Linked DNA regions of Zea mays: region 1 is linked to region 2. The links are chromatin contacts, called in public Hi-C maps. All regions are on one chromosome and are shown on one strand. The core of a region is the stretch at or near the end of the contact, and the rest is flanking DNA. Distances in the headings are between cores, read along the strand shown.

Region 1 (6,777 bases), core at 1,461-3,960, 190 kb before region 2:
ATCGTCTTTATCTGTGTATTATGATTAGACTATACTCCATCCGTTCCAAAAATAGGAACTGAACGATTTAGGGTGCGTTTGGTTGGAGAGTCAACTAGAACGGAACAACTCCATTCTAGTTTTTGAGAATAGAGCCGTTCTATTCCGTGTTTGTTAAACAGAACAGAGTTGCTCCATTTTTTTTGTTTGGTTGGAGAGTAGAATAAAGTGAAGCCACTTCGTTCTCTGTTTGGTTGGGGAGTCATACGAGTGTAGATGGTAAGAGAGGGAGTAGAGCGCTCGCGTCCGGTTGTTTTTTGTTGAGCGGGAGCATTCCAACTATCTATATTAAATTTCTATATGTAGACTCCAAGAACTATTATGTTCCTCTTTTGTGGAAACCAAACATCCAAAAAATAGAAATAAAGTCGCTCCATTCTTCTACACTCCTCAACCAAACACACCCTTAGGGTTGATTTGGTGACAAAAGAATCACGGGAGGATTTGACGAGATTAAGCAGGAAATGAACTAATTTCTCTCTCGATTCCCTCCAATCTCCCATTATCTCTCATCACTAAATCAGCACTTAGCGGAACCAAACCCCGCCCTTATTACTCAGTAAAACTTGGAATATACCTCGTAGGCTTCAGTCTCTGAATCTTCTGCTACCCGAGTTGTCTGCTAGTCGTAGAGGCAGAGCAGATGTAACCAACGAGCGTGACGTGTCACCGTTCTGAGGTATACATATACTACCAGTACGCACCCAGCACAAGGAAGCATCACGCCTTACGTGGGAAGCTCGACTTCGGTTGACCTGCAACTACTGGGTACTACAATCATTGATCAGATCATGCTCGACGATCCTTCCACATTTTTTGTCCGGAGCGAATCACGGGAAGCGAGACGTATTACGTGACAATAAAATAAATAGAATGAAGGGCTGCTAACGAGGCCAGCTTTGCATTGTGACGTATACTAGTGGCTGTTGACTGGTACTAGATTAAAGCTACAGCTGCTGCAATCTATCTGTAGAGATAAAATACTGTAAAAAAAAGCAGAAGCCGATCAATTAAATTCGTAGCGAACATGACTACCTCTAGACACAGTATCTTGCGTATCAATAGCAGTATTGTATTTGCGTATCAATAGCCTTCAAGTTTCGAACACGACTCTCTCTAGACACACTAGTAGTATCTCTGTCTCGGTATTAACTTTGCCCATTTTATATTTTATAAAACTGTAATTCTGTAGGATTCAGAAGAAAAAAAAATGTTACGATTCTCACACGAATTCCGCATACCCTAAAATATGTGGATCCGGACCAACCAAGAATCACCGCTATGTACATTACATATATATACACCGGTGGGTTTTCGATTAGAAATATATTGCTAGACTAAGATCCTGTTTTGGAAGCAATCATGTTTTTAATAAACCAATTTTTATTTTTAAGCTAAGAGTGGCTAGTTTCTTGGTTTTAAGAAAACTACCAGGTGGTTCCAAATAGGCCCTAAATTGATTTTATTGTTAGAGGGATTTATAGAACTCGTTAGTACCACAAAACTTTGATGTACATATATGTATGGCATGGTTGTTGTCTATGTACAAATAAAGTAAATACTATTGTTTTACTAGTAGTGATATAGTAGAGAAATTTTGAATTTCTTGAAATAATTTTACATGCGGTTATTGAATGAACGTGCCATTTATACACTAGTGAAGCTCGTGACCTTCACCTAGCTACTTTTTACACTGGTGGAATTCCTCTAAAAATTAACAGCGAGGATATGTGTAGAACCGTCGGCAGAGAGTTTCATTCTGTACTAGTGTTCTTCGTTCCAAATCCTTGGGGAACAATTCACAGGTTCGAAGTACTTGGTACCGGAATAATGACCACCTGAAACTTTTCATCCGACATGCAAATTCTGTGCGCTACATGAAAGCGAGATTCTAGCGTACACGAGCCTTGCATGAGGCAAGGAGAGTAGACGGAGCGCGCCAGCAGGGCCGGCCAGGCTCCCAGCGCGCGTGCGTGCCAGCGCCCGTCCGTCCCCGTCGTCATCAGCTCCTCAGAGCACCGCGGGCAGCCGCGCGGCGGCGACCACTGGCCCGGCCTCGCCGCGCGCGAGGATGGACCTGTAGATCTCGACGAGCGCCTTCTCGTCGTACTCCCTGGTGAGCGGGCGCGGCCGGGCGAACGGGTCGGCGGCGGTGCAGTAGGGCCCGGCGCCGCCGTAGCCGGCCACGGCGGCGGAGGACGCGAGGCGGAGCATGGCGTTCACGTAGGCGTCGCGGAGCCGCGCCAGCAGCCGCCGCGGGGAGAGCGCGCGGAGGAGGCGCCGGCCGAGGACGCCCGCTCGCCGGCGAACGCGCCACCCGCGGCGGCGCCGACCACCCGCTGGCTGAGGATGCGCCTCGCCGCCGCCAAGCTCCGCTGTAGGGAGGCGCGGGCGGCGCTGCGCCGCGGCCGCGTCGATCCGGTCGTAGCCGCGGCGCTTCCAGTAGCCCTTGATTCCGCCCTTGTAGGCCGCACCACCGCCGATGGCCCTTGGCATGGCCGGTCGGTCGGGGGCTGCTGCTTGGGTTCTTGGAGAGGTTGGGCTGGCCTGGCGTGTTCTGGTGCTGAGCTCGCGAGCTGTAGATGTGCAGAAATGGTCGGGAGCTGGGGGCTGGGGGCCGGGTGCCCGGGTCACATGTGCAACGCCGAACTGGGTGCTGAAATGCTGAGGAGAGGAGGCCTAGCGGCTGCCGCACTTATATCAAGCTACCAGTCTACTGTCTACCATCCCATACAGTACTAGTAAACAAAGAAACAACCCATGAATTAAACAATTACTATATGCCCGTGCATTGTAACGTGGGACAATTGTATACACATAGGTCATTGTTTAGTGATGCTATCAAGAATCAACTCAACAATCATAACAAATGTCGAAATCTGCCATTTTAAACGACCAAAATTTAGTTCAATGTAACTATTAATCAAAATAGGTAAACCCTAAGTTGAATACATAATATGATGATATACCATGACCTCCGTAGAACAATTTTGTATTGTAAGATCAAAATTATAAAAAGGGGATCCTAAGGCTATCGAAAGGAGATGGTGAGTTGTGACTATCAAAATTATTTTAGCTTACAAATATGGTCCTCTTATCTTTTTTGTTGTGGGGAAATGTGTTTTGACATGATTTCTACATTAGTTACATAAAGACAGGTAGCCATCAAAACAAAGCAATCATGCTGAGAGCCGACACACGCAATGGGCACATCGACACCACAAAGGCACAAATGATAAAAAAGAAACAAATTAGAGAAAGGCACAAACCTGAGAACACGGTGGTGCTGGTGGGTGTGGCCGGTTGGGTGGTGATGGGTAGCTGCGGCCTCGTTGCGGCGCTGGCTGATGGCGGCCTTCTCGGCGGCCTCGTTGCGGCGCTGCACCTTGACACAGCGCAGACGCTTCCGGTTGCCCCACTGTAACATCAGGTCGCGCTTGGCAGCGGTGCCGCCGCCGCCGCGCGAGGAGCCCTGCGTGTGGTAGTGGTTCCTCGCCTCCTTCATTTCGCGACGAGCTGAAATTACATGTAGAGGAACTGAGGAAAGGATAAAATGCTGGCAAAGTTTAGCTCATAATATATTAGGTCATCCAAAAAAATTCTCAAGATCGGAGGAGACATCTTCTTTAATTCTCTGCACAGATTGATGCAAAGCCACGCTAAGGAGGAGAAACTGAAAGGTAGAAGACCGATTGCAAGGGGACGAGCCATCGCCGAATTTTAGTTTGATTTTACCCCCCAAAAGTTTTTTAAAAACAGATAGTGAGGCAACCATGTAATTTGTATTGGAGAGCAACTGACAATATTTAGAGAAATAAATACATAATATGTTGGATATAGCTAGTTAAATGGTTAGGATGACATTTCACTATTAAAACCAACAACCAGCGCCATCTTTTGCGTAGATCAAACAACCACGTCAATTTGTTTAAGCAAACTGTTAACTACTATGAATCTACCTATGAGGTTCCCAACTATATAGTTTTGTGAATCGAGGACATGCTCGGTTGGACGAACCATCGTGCTAATGTTGATGCCGGAGGAATTCACCAGAGCTTAGCTGACAGAAGAGATAAAGTACAATCCCAGTCAAGCACGCGAGTCAACTCATCAAGGAACATTTTGCTGCCAGTGAGGCCATCTTGAGAAGCGACTAACACACTGAGGCTACTGGCACCTCCGGTATGACGCTGCTAGTAAAACTTATTTCACCCTCCTATAAGAAAGGGAAGAGACAACATTCTTTCGTATAAGCAGACATAGAGCCAACATTCTTTCGCATAAAGTTCTGAACCGAACTATTTTAAAAATTGACTTGCTAATTTGCACATGGATATATATTTCATTATGATGTGAAAACAATTTGCAAGTATGTGTGATATGTTGTTTTACTAAATGACTTGACCAATCTATATTTTCGGTACAAAACGACTAAAAATTAGTTATCATAGTTATAATTGATATTAAACGCAAATAAAATCATATAAAGTATCGAGGTAGCAAACTCACGTAAAAAGTATCATGTTTGGCCGGAACACGACCCGGTTTTAATTTTTCCCCTATTTTTTTAATAAAAGTCTATATTATACTTGAGTATAAAATATAAAACGAAAAATATATGTGTCATGTTGGCTAGATAGATGTGACTTTAAAGCAAACAACCATGGTTCAAATGACATTCACATTTACATACTTGTACGGATGCACACATACAAGTTTTGCATGGAGCGAAAGGATTGCATGCAGACTGGGTGGTTGCATGGGTGCCACGTGGGGACGAGGATTGCATGCACTGCATGCGTAGCCACGCGCGGACGAGAATTGCATGCGCGTATAGGAGGGAGTGGGGGCACGGCTATAGTCTACATTAGACTCTTAATAATTAGTAGAGATTAGGTGCTTATTTTCGGCCTTGCATGCTCCACAGACCACAGTCCACACACACTAGTACTGCTACTGCACAAAAGTACTGCAGTACTCGGCTTTAATTTACCAATTCTCTTGTCTTTTTGGCAATTTATTATTTTTGTACGATTCTCTGACATATAGCCCCGCCGTTTACCGATGTGCTAATAAGCGAACTTTCTTGGCGTGAGGAAAAGGCACTCAATTCACGCAGCTCTTTACTTGTAAAAGCAGTGTACATGCATGATGAGCTTCTTCCTCCTTTAATTACTGTACGATTACGTAGACGGACGTACTCAATCATTAGAGAACATTTGCATGGTTTATGTTCGTTGATCTCAATCATTACCGTTAGTTTTATGATGATCGTGAATCCAAATTTATTTTCAATCCTATGCATGGCGGCTAATAAGTAGGTATCAATGGAACCCTACGCAATGGGACCTACTCCATCCGTCGGTCCACATAAGTTAATCGTTTTAGATTTCTCTAGGTCAAACTATTTAAACTTTAGTCAACAATTTATAAAATTAAATTATTTTAAACTAAACGAATTAATATTATTATGATAGTTCAAGTAACGATGAATCTAGATATTTTACTTTTATGTTATAAAATTTCTTACATATGAAAGTCCGTTTAAAACAGGCTCTATCTAGGTGTCCACGTCGCCTTATTTAATATTTGTCGTCGGATCGTATAGCAACTAGGGTTGAAAACGGACGGAAAAAATCTTGTCTCGACCCGTACCGTTTTCTACATTTGACCCGACCGTTTCCGTATTTACGGAAAAATATGGAAACAGGACGAAAACGGAAGATGGCTTATTCCGTCTGTTTTTTGCGGGATCCCGTTTTTTCCCGGATTGAACCCGTATTTATTCCGTATTTGATAAATATGGGACGAGCCTAATATGCATTAGTATATAAACTAAATCCTCGTGTATTTAGGTGACAAATTATAGTACAATTGTCCATTGTAACCACCGGCTCTTTTCAAATGACAAGTGATTTAAAGTCTTAAACAACATCGGATGTAGCTAAATGTACACATTTAGCAACCAAACAACAATAGAATGTTGCCTCTCTATATTTATTTGTTTTATATTATTGTTCTGACAATCAATCATTAGTCAAACATCAATAACATTTATATTTGTATTAAATTATGAGTTTTCGTTAGTATTTCCGTTTCCGTTCGTTTTCGCAATTCCGTTTATCCCGCTCTCGTTTCCGTTCCCGACTATTCCGGACCCGATCCCGTTTCCAATGATAAAATATGGATACGGAAATGGAAGAGGGGGTTTTCTGTCCGTTTTTATCCTTAATAGCAACTGTTGGCGTAAACGCGTCCCTCCATCTGCAGCCAGCGTATGCATCCACGGCTCCTGGAAGCTTTGGGCTTACCACCCACCTCATCTTTCCTCGTCGACGCACGGGATAAGATGCCATAGCGGTTGCCTGAGATCTGCTCCACGCGCATAGTGGTTCGCCTGGCCACGCTACTCCGCCTAGAAGCGCCCATGTCCGATCGTCGCCCTCGCCCCATTCGCCGATGCCGAGCTCCACCCCGCCCCTGTTCCGCCCAGGCCGAGCTCCGCCCCAGCGTCTGGCCCCAAGTGGTCTTTGCCACGTTCTTGAGCTCCCCCAACAACACGATGGGGCAGGTCTTTCTCTTTAATCCAAAATGCTTTTTTAGCCGGTCCTCAAAGCTCTTGTTTTTTAATGGCGAAAGAATATTGTTGTTCTTTAGAGAATCTGTGTGGCACTATTCTCAGAGTTGGCCGTTTTGAATAGAGGTTGGTCTTTGTCATCAGCAACAAGGATTGCTGCT
Region 2 (7,395 bases), core at 3,752-6,251:
GCGGCGATTCTGGAGATCTCCAGCCGAATCATTCTGGAGAGCCAAGTACGAGGACACCGACGACCTCTTTGATAAGGCTATGAACTCCTTCAAACTCGCCAAGATCCCCCTTGCCGCCGTCGCTCAGATCGACCTCTGTTTCACGCCTTCGTCTCCGCTGCCCTTAGCCCCCTTCCGCTCTCAGATTTCGGCATCTACCAGACTCACTAGCGTCCTTCTCTCCTCCTGCGCAGATGCTTCGCGGTGGCGGCGAACCGAATCCGGCCGCTCGCCAGGGCCTTCTGCGGCGCGCCGGCCTCGCGAGCAGATGCGGGGGCCAACGGGACGCCCAGCCTGGACATGTTGCAGAGACGGGACGCCCAGCCTGGACATGTCTCCGCTGCCCAGAACGATCCGCACGGTTCTAAGTGCTCAATCGCTAGTAATTCTCATGCCTTCTGACTACGAAATCTAGCGCTGTTCTGGTAGGAAATTGACCGAACTCCTCCCCTTTTCAGGCAATGACGCAGCTCCTCAAGGGCATCAACAGCTACATGTCCTCGCTCAAGGTCCCGACGCTGTCCGAGAACAAGAACGCGGCGTGCCTGGCCGAGCAGCTCACGAGGCAGTTCAAGGGGCAGGAGTGCACCAACACGTCCGTTCAAGGAGGCCATTGATTTTGGCCTGTCTGTATTTTTCATTCCAGGTGCAGTTTGTTTTCCTTTATCTATTTGTCTACGAAAGAGAGAATATGTTTAGGATTTCAGCAGAGAGAAATGGTTAATAAGTACAAACGAGAGTTAAAAGTTAGCAGTTTATTCAGTGGTTTTATCTTAACATTTTTTTCTTAACAAAACACCAGGAAAACAAGGAGAAATGATAATTGCCACTGTAATATATAATTTACCAATGCACTGAACCCTGACCTTTTAGGTGAAATAGACCCTCATCACCAATCTTACATGAGTCCAAGTTCAAGCACTCCAAGCTGACCAAATCTGAAAGGAGCATAGAGCATCAGAAAAGAATTAAAAACAATTTCCTCATTATGCATAAATCAATACAAAGGGACACCATATTTCTGATGCACTTCCAGAACGATCAATACAATAAGTGTGGTTTTCCAGGTTCCAGTAAACGTTGTGCTTATAGGCAATAATGTTGCACACAATGTTAGGACAAAGTGTGCAATTACCTCCTTGAAGATGTCATTCCATGCTGGCATCTGCTTTTCATTTTATCAGCATTACTTGCACATGAAAGAAACAATACTCTTTTGTTAGAAGAAGACATGGGCTGATCTGGCAGGGAGGCCCAAGCCCCCACCCCAACTGCTGGAGCACCATGGAGAGCAAGAAGAGAGGGGAGAGGGAAGAAGAGGGGCCAGGGTGCTGGAGGAGGGGGAAGGAGATGAGACACTGGGAAAAGGTCTGATTATAACCCAGGTTAATAAACCTGTACTTGAGTACAGGCGCAGAATGAAACACCAAGCACATGGCCTTACAATCTGTAGTACAAATCCATTCAAAATAAGTGTCTCCCTTGTTTTTCAAATCCACAAACCACAAGCAAGAAAAAGAACAAAGTTGTCAGTACTTCACCAGTTGTCAGTACTGAATCCACCTCTGTAACTTCTTTACCATCTACTGATAAAGTGAAATCATCCCGGACGGCCGCTAGCTTCTTGTCGTAGCAGGGCATCACAGTGACATGATGTACATGATACGGCCTACATACCCCTTTAAGGGCTATAGTTTCTAAAATAAAAGAAATACACATGATATACATGATATGTAGCTAAGGCAGTATTACAACTAAATAAATGCTGACCTACGTGTGTACTGATATGAGTACTCATTTGGGGCAGGATGAACAAGGGTTATTGTCTTTCGAAAATTGTCACTGGTTATGCTTTTTCTGTGTTTATTATTGTTTGGAACTGCACCTGTAATATGAACGCTTACTGTCACAATATTGCTAGCTGTGACTTAAAAGTATCACCATGTATTAAACTGGACTGAATCTGTGTAAAAGAATTAAATTCATGTCTGAATCTGAATCTGAATTCATGTCCTACCTTTCTTTGTCCAAACAGTTTCGTCTTCTACCTTTCACCGCTGCCAACTCCGCGGGCCTCTGTGATTTATTTGTGAATTAACTGCTTTGTGCATTCATTCTATCATTTTTCAGCTTTAAGATCGGAAGCTGACGTCGTTTGTCTATTATTTTTAGATCAAAATTCAGTGCGTTTATTGGCTGTTGAAGGTTGTGCTGCTCTTGGTAAATTGTTGGAGCCACAAGATTGTGTAGCTCACATTTTCCAGTCATTGTCAATTTCTCCCAGGTACATTGCTCCCATGTTGTCTCGTAGTTCCATTTTGCAGCAAGTAATTTGCTTTCTTTGTGGATATATTATTGGGAGTCATGTTTTTAGTTGCTGCAAGTGCTTTGACTGTACTACAAGTAGGCAATATTTGCTTTGTTTCAGTATTATTTGCTTTGTTTAATACACGGTGGTACTACAAGTAGGGAAATTGGAAAAGAACAAGGAAAAGGAAGAGATAAGACTGGTGTGTAAGAAAAACAGAATGAAGTATCATGTGTTGAGGAAGAACCTTGAATCTTCCATAAATTTTATAAAGAAAGGGTGGCATAAAGCTCCCTTAGTAGTTGAGTGGTCCCAGAAACAACTCAATTTAAATACTGCTCTTATTGCTATTATTTTCAAAGCAAAATTTACAAAATCCATTAAAAGAAGAATATAGAAAACTCAAGTGACCTGACCTACAGTTGGTTGCTTCCAAGATAGATATCAGAATTCAGAGGTGGAGTGATAAAAGAATGCCGAGGTAAGGGCTGTAATTTGTGTGATCGTTTTTATCACTCTTTTTATCGAATTGTTACATCCAGAGTCATCACTGTACTCTAAGGTCCCGTTTGGTTCCTTTAGTCCAGGGACTAAAGTTTAGTTAGGAGACTAAAGTTTAGTCCTACCATGTTTGGTTCTAGGGACTAAAACTATTCAAAACACATTAAATGAATCATAAGGGGACTAAAATACCCCTTTTAGTCACCATTCGTGCTGATATTTTTTGGTGTTCATATAGATCGAGGATCCAACAGATTTTTTGAAATAGCTGCACAGTAAGCATAATTACACCAATATATTTTTGCCTACAGTTTGATGAATGTTGTTCATCGCCTATGACATGCGAGCAATATGTTTGAGAACATGTTCATTATCAGCTTATCTGCATTTATTTACCTAATTACATGTTGTTCAAATGGCTGTTTAATTCATTTAGTTGAAAATATATATTTTTTTGTTCAAATGGCTATTTCAGTATCATGCTTTTTACTTCACTCTAATTACATGTTGTTCAAATGGCTGTTTAATTCATTTAGTTGAAAATATATATATTTTTTGTTCAAATGGCTATTTCAGTATCATGCTTTTTACTTCACATGAGAACCTCATTCTCCTCCAAACCAACAGAGGCACCTGTTAGATTTGTTTATCCCTAGATTCTTTCGTGCCAACTATTTATTTGATTTGCTGCAATTTTTAGGGTTTAGGGTTTAGCTCTGATCATATTTAATGTAGTGCTATGGGTTCTGTAACACTATTAACTTGCCAACCAAAGGTGGGTGTTTTTTAAGCAAGATATGAATACACAGGTTTTTATGAGGAAGCTACCACAAATTCTTTTAGTAGATTTCGACATAGAGGACTTGTGCCTGGATCAACTTACTTTATAAGAGGGGCTGCAAAAGATAATCTTCGGTTTGCACCAGTTGAGCGTGCTTCATCTGAATATTTGTCAGTTAATGTAAGACTAACATAAGCATGGCAGATCTCCTGCGCAGGTGAGGTTACCTAGAAGAAGCTCTTCAGTTCATTGAGAACATGTGATTTGACTTGAGCGTTGCTGCCTGGAGCGTGCTACTCAACTCATCTCGAGTACACGAGAATGCCTGACTAAAGTCAGTTCACAGCGTCCTGTTTGCTCAAGCTTGACCCTGGGAACCACCGCAACTGGGTTGCTCTGTCAAGTGTGCATGCATCAGGGAATGACTGGCATGAGACCTAGACAGTCAGTGAGAGCATGATCAGGGAGTGTGTGAAGAAAGAGCCTGGGTGTAGCTAGGTTGAGTTGTCTGATGGTGTTCATGTTTTTGTAATGGCCGATCAGTCTGATCCTGAACTATTTCAAACGTTACAGAGTCTTGATTCTTTGAAGGAGGATAAATCGGTGATGCCTTAGCAAGTTTCATAGAAAATATATATTTTGCATCACAACTGTTTTGTTGGTGGTTTAGATCTCACCGCATGTTTTGGGATATGAAACTAAAATTTATTCAATTTCATCCTTGCCATTGCAGTGTGTACCGGTGTGAAATTTTCTGAGCCCAGAATCCATATTTCAGTTTGTCCTTTAATTCTCGCTTGGTTCTGCTCCTCGGACTTTGCAAAAGTAGATTACTAAGGGCTGAGGCTAAAACCTCCTAACCCCCCAACCCACTTCATAGTTGTGTTGTTCTTGGCCTGCTGCTACAACACTTGGACATACGGACGAATCTTCACTGCTGCGGACACGGACCCAACGATCGTTAGTTGAAAACTTGTGTTCTCACTGTGCCCGTGGCCGGGGCCCTAAGCCCGTTGGAGGCCCACAATTTTGTGTTCTGTGGCATCGCACGGGCATGTACCTAGTATTATTATATGTTACCATTGCAACGCACGGGTACTCACCTAGTAGAACTATTAGAGCTACTTTTATGATCGCTCGCTTCTTAAGATCGTAGCATTAACACGGACCGGCGAAAAAAAATTAAGACTACGTGATGGATGAGACAACAGATTTAACCCTTCTAACTGCGGGACCCACGTGTCATACAAAGGCTTCTTTCCCTTTCTTCTTCGTTCTTCCGTTCACCGTTCTCCGCCACCGCGGCCCAACCGCGCCGCCGCACAGCCGCGCCGCCGCCGAGCCGCGCGTTCTGCACTCTTCGCGCCATCGCTCTCCTCGCGCCGTCGCCCGGCCGCGCCGTCGCCCTCCTCGGCCTGCCCTGCTCGCGTGGAGCGTCCGCGTGAGCGAGACAGGGAGACGGAGCAAGACGGCGTCTCGGTGGGACGAGCGCATTCGGCCGATTTGAGAGAGCGAGCTCGTCCATTCCTGCAGTGCGCGTTCGCATAGTTAAACCCTTGACAGTTCCCCTGCCCCCGCCTCTATCCGGCGCGCCGGCCTTGCAGCCGCCAACATCGCCATGAAACCCTCGCCGCACTTCCCGGAGATCGGAAAGAAGCCTAAAGGTACGCCCACCTTCCTCCCTCGGATGCGCTCACGGAATCCCTTGGTTTCGCTGAAAATAATAGAGATTCCATCTTGTACGCAGATTTGATTGCTAAGGACCACACATTTAACATCGCGGCTTACATCTCGTCTGGAGCGGTACGTGCATCTCTTTCCTCCTCTCCCAGATTCCTGAGTCCTTTACTTTTGCGTCTCGATTAGAGCTTGACTCAACAGCTAGATTTGGGGCTAGGGTTTTGCTCTATTTTGGGTTTGTTGGGGAATGCTATGCTAATTTGCTTGGATAAATTAGTGTGCGCATTAGCACTAGTTCTTTGTTGCTCAGTAGGCCATGAAGCTAGTGCCGCCGGTGGTGGATGGATGTGCGCGGTTTCTGTTCTGATCTTCATAATCAGTACTGGCTGGATTACTTGCTGTTGTTGCTCCTGCTGATTCTATCTCTATGTCACAGTAGTAACTAGTAACTGTGGGGGCAAGGCATGGGGTTTATCTGCACTGGTAACGTCCTTCCGCTTTGGTGGTATATATGCGTTATATGTTGATTGTAACGCTCCTTCAATAACCTTGTTACGTTAAGGGTTTATTTCCAGGTTTAAGTTTTCTGGATTGCTAAACCTCTGAACTATTTGTTATTTGGCATGATTCTTTTGTTCCATCAAGGCGTCAACAAATACTTCATGCTGATCTGTACACTATATTCTCTTTTTTGTTTATGTATTCTGTACCTATATGTAATTGTGTTTTTTGATTGGCCCTAGGATGTTATTGCTGCCGCGCTCCGTAAACATGTTGAGGAGGAAGCCCGAGATCTCAGCGGTGAAGCTTTTTTAAGGTTTATGGATCAGCTCTATGAGCAGATATCTAGTTTACTGCAGAGCAACGATGTTAATGAAAATTTACTGGCTCTCCGTGCTATCGATGCATTAATTGATATGCCCTTTGGAGAAGGCGCTTCCAAAGTTTCTAAGTTTGCCAGCTTCTTGAGAAACGTATTTGAAGTGAAGCGCGACCCTGAAATCCTAGTTCCCGCAAGTGAAGTGCTGGGTCATTTAGCAAAAGCGGGAGGAGCAATGACTGCAGATGAAGTGGAGCGGCAGGTGAGCTATATTAAGCTCAAATTTGCTTGACAATTATGTTTCATTCTTTTGACAACATCCGTTCTTTTAAAAGATTAAAACGGCTTTGGGGTGGCTTACTGGTGAACGAGTGGAATATCGCCGATTTGCAGCTGTACTCATTCTCAAAGTAAGTTGAATTGACCAACTTTTTGTGGCCTTTTACATGCAAATAAGCCTTCCATCGTGAAAGGAGTCACATTTTTCGTCCTGCTTACTATTATCATATATATAGTTATATACTTATATTACTAATCACTAAACATGGGTGATTTTGTGTGTAAAGTAGTGCACCATTTGTTCATTTGTTGATGCATGACTGAATTGGATATATATACCAGCACAGATACACTATATTTTTTTTCTATACCCAATCCACCAGTAGCATCTGGTCTGTAATAAGTCATGGGTGATTACATACTGCCACTAGAGTCATGGGCTATTATTTATAAGCCTAAACTTGTGATTTGTGAAAAAGATATAGGCAAAAACTATTGTACAATCAAGCTTCCCATGCAATCAAACTACCAAAAGTCATAAAAAATTATCGAAAAATTTATAGATGCATTTCGTTATTTACTCTAGCAATATATCAAATTTCAAGTTCTAATTCATTCTATGTTAAGAGATATAAATAAGAGAAAATTATAATGATATAATTTTATTATATATATATATATTAACATAGGATGAGTTAGAACTTGAAATTTGATATATTGATAGAGTAAATAATGAAGTGCATCTATAATTTTTTTTTGAGAATTTTTCATGACTTAGTTTGATTGCACGGGAAGCTTGATTACACAAGAGTTTGTCCTAAAGATATATGTATGTGTGATTTATGTTGATGTATCTGAATTAATATCAGTATTACTCCCATATGCGCTACTCTCTAATTTCTACAAATCTCCATTTTCTATGCTGTAGGAGATGGCAGAAAATGCGTCAACAGTTTTCAATGTTCATGTTCCTGAGTTTGTTGATGC

The links. Hi-C and Micro-C count contacts between places; a contact is called where the count stands out from the background.
Region 1: a contact with region 2 is called in a Hi-C map of tassel, with 2.7 times the contacts expected there. The contact joins the promoter of LOC100277719 here to the promoter of LOC542211 in region 2. A contact is called at or near these places in 5 of 25 Hi-C or Micro-C datasets (bundle sheath, ear, leaf and 2 more).

Annotation. Positions count from the first base shown.
Region 1 is chr6:150,251,419-150,258,195 of Zm-B73-REFERENCE-NAM-5.0, reverse strand. LOC100277719 (Binding protein) reads right to left here and starts at 2,710. Exons shown (of 1, transcript NM_001151215.2): 1 at 1,772-2,710. The coding sequence starts at 2,535. The coding sequence ends at 2,050. LOC100273002 reads left to right here and starts at 6,506. Exons shown (of 2, transcript NM_001147452.1): 1 at 6,506-6,777.
Region 2 is chr6:150,062,959-150,070,353 of Zm-B73-REFERENCE-NAM-5.0, reverse strand. LOC542211 reads left to right here and starts at 5,001. Exons shown (of 58, transcript NM_001111823.2): 1 at 5,001-5,293; 2 at 5,377-5,432; 3 at 6,053-6,391; 4 at 6,465-6,539; 5 at 7,337-7,395. The coding sequence starts at 5,248. It also overlaps the pseudogene LOC109940563.